2 separate regions of the Sus scrofa genome follow, and region 1 is linked to region 2. A link is a contact called in public Hi-C data. All regions are on one chromosome and are shown on one strand. The core of a region is the stretch at or near the end of the contact, and the rest is flanking DNA. Distances in the headings are between cores, read along the strand shown.

Evidence for each region. A called contact is a pair of places that touch in the nucleus more often than the background predicts.
Region 1: a Hi-C map of liver shows a contact between it and region 2, with 2.6 times the contacts expected there. The contact joins the promoter of PEMT here to the promoter of SREBF1 in region 2. A contact is called at or near these places in 2 of 5 promoter capture datasets (both in liver), 1 of 47 Hi-C or Micro-C datasets (liver) and 1 of 2 datasets of contacts at active chromatin or transcription factors (alveolar macrophages).

The regions. Positions count from the first base shown.
Region 1 is chr12:60,879,002-60,881,701 of Sscrofa11.1, reverse strand. PEMT (phosphatidylethanolamine N-methyltransferase) reads right to left here and starts at 1,335. Exons shown (of 7, transcript NM_214365.1): 1 at 1,326-1,335.
Region 2 is chr12:60,732,574-60,735,273 of Sscrofa11.1, reverse strand. It overlaps SREBF1 (sterol regulatory element binding transcription factor 1), which reads right to left and starts at 1,307. Exons shown (of 19, transcript NM_214157.1): 1 at 1,207-1,307. The coding sequence starts at 1,297.

The DNA of each region.
Region 1 (2,700 bases), core at 86-2,585, 150 kb before region 2:
AATCGTGAGTGACGTGTCTGGTTTTTTGGGTGCCTAGCAGTCATCTTTTTTTCTTTATGCAGCAGCTCCTGTGGCACATGGAAGTTCCCAGGCGAGGGGTCTCATCTGAGACGCAGCTGCTGGCCTACCCCACAACCACAGCAACGTGGGATCGGAGCCACACCCGCGACCTATGCTGCAGCTTGCGGCAAGGCTGGACCTCAACCCACTGAGCGAGGCCAGGGGTTCAACCCACATCTTCACAAACACTGTGTCGGTTTTTACCCCGCTAGGCCACCCCAGGAACTCCCAGCAGTCATCTTCTGATGTGGGATTGCCCTGGGGGGGGGGGGGTCCCAGCAAAAACTCCTAGAGATCCCGGCCCCTCCCTTACTTCTCCCGACAGACCCTCAGAGCTGCTGAGGGGCTGCTTCCTGGGCTACAGTCCTCAGTAAGGCCCCCAAATGAAACAGAGCTCAACTCTGAGGTTTTTGTCCCAGGTCTCTGCACCTGGCTCTAAATCGGGACCCGCTGGGCTGGGGACTGGACTGGAGCTGAGACCTCTGGGGACTCCACGGAGGACGCTGACGCTGACAGGTGAAGGAAGTGGCTCAGAGGCGGCTCCGAGCGCGGGCGGGACAGCGCGGGGGCGGCGGGCCCCCGGCACCGGCCCCCCCCGCGCCGCCCCTCTCGTGCGGGTCTCGGAAGAGAAGGGGCTGCTCCAGCGGCTCCGGGCGCCGCCTCCCCGCAAGGGCTCGCGCAGCCCCGCCCCGCCCCGCCCCGTTGCCTGGTAACGGAAGCCCCGCCCCCGGCCCGCCCCGCCCCGTCGCCTGGTAACGGCAGCCCCGCCCCCAGGAGTCGGAGGCAGCGAGGCCAGCCGCGGACCTGGAGGGCCTGGCGAGCCCTCTCCCGCCCAGCGGCCGGCGCGGTCGGTACCTGCCTGAGGTCCAGGTTGCCGAAGCCCCCGCAGCAGTCGGGCGCCGCCCCCGGGTCCCGCATGGTCCTCGCTCGCCGGAGCCCCCGGCCGCGGGCCGCCTTGCAGGGGTTGCCGCGCGGGCCTCGCGGGAGCCCCCGGCCCGCAGAACCGGCCCCCATGGCGGCCCATGAAGCGCCGCCGGCGGGGCGCTTTCCCGATGACCCCCGCTTCCTTGGCCTTCTGGGAAATGTAGTCCCCGTTTCCGCGCAGGGCCGCGCTCCCGGGCTCGCGCAAGCCTCTCGCGGAACCGAGACCTACTACAAATCCCAGGGCCGCGCGCTGCGGCGCCCGCCAGTCCCGCGGCGGCCTCGAGGCCGCCGGGCTCGGTGTCCCCTCGGCCCCCGGCTCCCCACCTGTCCTGCCAACTGACCTGGTGTCCCTGTCCTTGGCCGGCGGCGGGCTAGAGGCCGGCGGCGGCGGGTCGTAGGCTTAAGTAGCGCTCTGCGCAGCCCCTGCGGACCTGGACTTTGGCCGGCTCGGCCCCCCGCCCCTCCTGAGGCTGCCTGTGCCTGGGGGCGGGCACTCCCCGCAGCTCCCGCCCCGCGGTTGGCGACCCTCCTCCACTCCCCCTCGAGCACTCACCGGGGCTGCCCTCGTTGTCGCCTGGGGGAAGAGCGCCTAGCAGGAAAAGCGGGGTGTGTTGGGGGGAGGGGGCTGGGTCGGATGGTCACCGGGGCCCCTGCCCTGGAATGCTTCGGGAAGGTCTCAGAGGGAGGCCTGAGTGCAGGAGGTGCCAGACATGCAAACTGCAGGGGCAGGAAGAGAGACCACCTGTGCAGGTGCCTGGAGACCGGAGGGGTCCTTCTGGAATCCGGAAAAGGCTGGAGTAGTGGTGGACGGGAGATAGGGGGAACGACGGAGTTCGGAAAAGTAGGTGGGGAGTTCCCGTCGCGGCGCAGGGGAAAGGAATCCGACTAGGAATCACGAGGTTGCGGGTTCGATCCCTGGCCTCGCTCAGTGGGTTAGGGATCCGGCGTTGCCGTGAACTGTGGTGTAGGTTGCAGTCGTGGCTTGGATCCCGCGATGCTGTGGCTCTGGCATACGCTGGCGGTACAGCTCCGATTGGACCCCTAGCCTGAGAACCTCCACATGCCGCGGGTGTAGCCCTAAAAAGACAAAAAAAAAAAAAAAAAAGGAAAAGAAAAGTAGGTGGGATTTTGGATGGTTTGGTCCCAAGACAGCCCCTTTGAGCTAGGTGCCATGTACCTGGGAAATGGAGATTCCCTTGTCTGGGATGGGAGCCCAGGCAGCCCCTCTGTAAAGCCAGCTCTCCCTGATTCAAGCCCACTTCTCACCCCTTGGCCCTCAGCACCGGCCGGTCTGGAGCATTTGTGAGCAGACCCGGTGTGCGGGCCCCTGCGGTGGCCTCCGCAGCATCCCTAGGATAGGCAGGCCCACGGTGAGACAGGAAGGACACTGGCCTGGGGGCGAGCACTGGCTCTCGGACTGCAGACAACTTTCGTGTCCTCGAAAGTGAAAAGGAAATACCTGTTGGTAAAACCCATCACGCGGACCAGTGGGAAGTGCTTAACAACCACTGGGCATGACTGGGCTGCGCGCACGGCAGGCGCTGCAGGACCGGTGTGCCCACTGACCACCGCTCGTCATGCTCCCGCTCAGGGAGTCCAGGCAGAACCAGAGCCAATTCTGGGGGGCCTGCCAAGGGGGAAGGGCCCCCAGCCAGCACCACCCACCCAGGCCCGTTTTCTCCCTGCCTACGCCCGTTCTTTTATTAAGCCAGAGAA
Region 2 (2,700 bases), core at 58-2,557:
TTAGCTCTGTCCATTTTGCTAACCCCCGGGGCTGTAAGCAGGCTTGAGCTGTGGTTTCTCAGGCGGGCCCGTGCTTGGTGGGACCAAGGAGAGAAGCAGGCATGTGATACCCGGGGGGGCCACAGGCTCCAAGGACACGTGCATCCAGGTTGTGGGAGGTTTGAGTCCTGTGCTCTTGCCCTGTTTTCTCATCAACCGACAGCAAGGAAGCCAGCGTGGCCGAAACTGCCCAGCAACCATGGAGGCAACTCGCTAGGGCCTGGGACTGCGTGCTGCACAGCCAGGCAACAGCCTCCCAACTGTCCCTGCTGCGCCTTCTCTGCAGAACAACCAGAGCGGTGCTTCCACAGCTAAGTGAGCGGCGCAGCTGCCCCCTCCTCTCCTTGGCCGACCTCCCTCGGCCAACCTGCCTAGCCTCACCTCCCGGGCATCTCTAAGTCCTCGCCATGCTTGCCGGACGACATCCTTCCTGGCTGGTCCGGGATGACCCACAGGTCTCACCCCACCGATCCCCACGAAGCTGCTGCCCAGCCCCTGAGCTACCACAAGGTGTAACTAAACATCCACGTATGGGTTTCCCTGGGGATTTTTGTGCTCCCAAGAAAAGGGGGGCCCAGGTTTGTCTGTGAACCCCTGGTGCCTGGGACGGGGCCTGATATTCAGCGGAGGCTCGATAAATGCGTGCCCACGCCGGCTGCGAGAACCGGACGCGGGCGGGCAAGGGCGGGAGGACGCCTGCGCGCATGCGCGAGGGCTCCAGCGCCGAGCTGAACTCTCGGGCCGGAGGGAATGACCGAGAGTAACCTCCCGCTGACGTCACGGCTGAGCGGGGGCGGGGCCTCGGCGACGCCCGGATCCCAGGCTCCCGCCGAGGCCGCCTCTGGGCTGAGGCTTCACAGGTCGCGGGGCGCGGCCCGGGACGGCCGGAGGCGCACGTGCCCGGTGCCGGGCCTCCCAGGACCCGGCGCGGCCCGAGACTCCAGGGCGGGCGCGGGAGGGTCCGCGCGGACAGGACAGCGAGGCCGGCGGCGCTCGGCCCAGGGACGCGGAGCGCCCCGAGCGCCCCGCAAGGAGTCAGCGCCCCGGCCCCCGCTCCGCGCCCGCACCCCGCGCCCCCGGCGCCCGCATCCCCCGCCACCCAAGAGACAAAGGCGAACGCAGCCTGCGCGCCGCACTTGCGCGGAGCCCGGTGGGTCCCTGACGCACCTTCGATGTCGGTCAGCAGCGCCGCGTCCAGCTCGCATGGCTCGGCCAGCGCCTGCTCCAAGGCTGCCTCTGTGAAGGGCGGCTCGTCCATGGCGCAGTCGCCTCCTCCCGGCGGCCCGCCGGGACCGCCGCAGCCGCTCTGCGCGTTCGCGTCACGCCCTGGCCTCGGTGGGGCCCGGCGCCCGAGAAAAGTTCCTCGGAAACTGGGTTCCCCCGCGGCGGCTCTGCGGGCGGGGCGGGGCGGGGCCTGGACTTGCGGGGAGGCTCCGCCCCCAGCGGACGGGCCCGCCCCACCTGGGGAAAGCCGAGATCCCGGCCGCGTCTGTCCCGCACACCCGCCGCGCCGGCCCCTCCATCCAAGTGGGGTGCCGACTCCTGCGGGGCTGGGGCAGACCCCGGCCTCTCCAGCACCAAGCGAGGGGGCCGAGTGGAAGCCGCAGGACTGGGTCCCTCCCAGAGATCTCCGGACCTGGGGAGGGAGGGAGGTGACCCTACAAAACCCACATCCGTGGTCTGGCTCTTTAGAAGACAGACCACCCAAGTTCAAGCTCTAAGACCCGCTGTGCGGCCTCGGGGCCCGTTACGTCAGCACTGTGTGCCTCGGTTTCCTCAGCTGTGACCGCCTTGATGACACCTGCACAAGGTCACAGCCACTCAGGGCAGCAACAGGGCTGGGGCCTGGGGCTATCTGACCCCCATCTTGGTACCTGTCCCCAGGAGCAGTCGGGATGAGGAAGGGGCAGACTGCTTTAGACCCGGGCCACCTTGCCCTAGGTCATGACACGTGGAGGGCCAGGTCCGAGGAGGCAGCCCGGCTGGGGAGGGAGGTCCTGTGGGTTGGGGGCGGAGCTGGGCGGCGGGGGAGGCGGTCTGAGTAAGCCAGAACTAACATTCAGGTTCTGGAAGTGGGAAGGCTGCCTGTGCGAGAGGGCAGCCACGGAGACGACCCCCGCCTCGGGGGAGTGCAGCCATCCTGAGTCCTGCTTCGCTCAGACTGCACACCCTCCGAGGGGGTAAAAGGAGTGGAACACTTTGGACTGGAGGGGCGGGGTGCTCGGGCCACGAGAGGCCTTGGAGGTCCAAGTCCCGGGGGTTCAGCCTAGACACGCAGGGCTCTTTGTGCCCCTCCCAGAAGTAGCTGCTGTGGAAAATTACCCAGAACCGGGGTGGCCAGGGCCGGGATATCCAAACCACATCTGTCCCCCCAGTGGCCCTGCTCAAGGATCTCCCAGCATGGCACTCCAGATGAATTAATGCTGGGGAACGGGGGATCCCCCTTCTCGGCCCCCTGCATCCTGCCGCCCCTGGCCCCACCACCCCAAGTAGGAGCCAAGCACCCAGAAGTCTTGTGGATCTGGTGACTCTCCTGAAAATCTTTCCCCGTGCGAGTCAAGCCTAAAGAGCACCTACTTCAGAGTCAGGCAGCCGGTCCGGGTTTTCAGCTGCTTGCTGTGTGACCTGGAACCACTTACTTCACCTTTTTGAGTCTCTGTG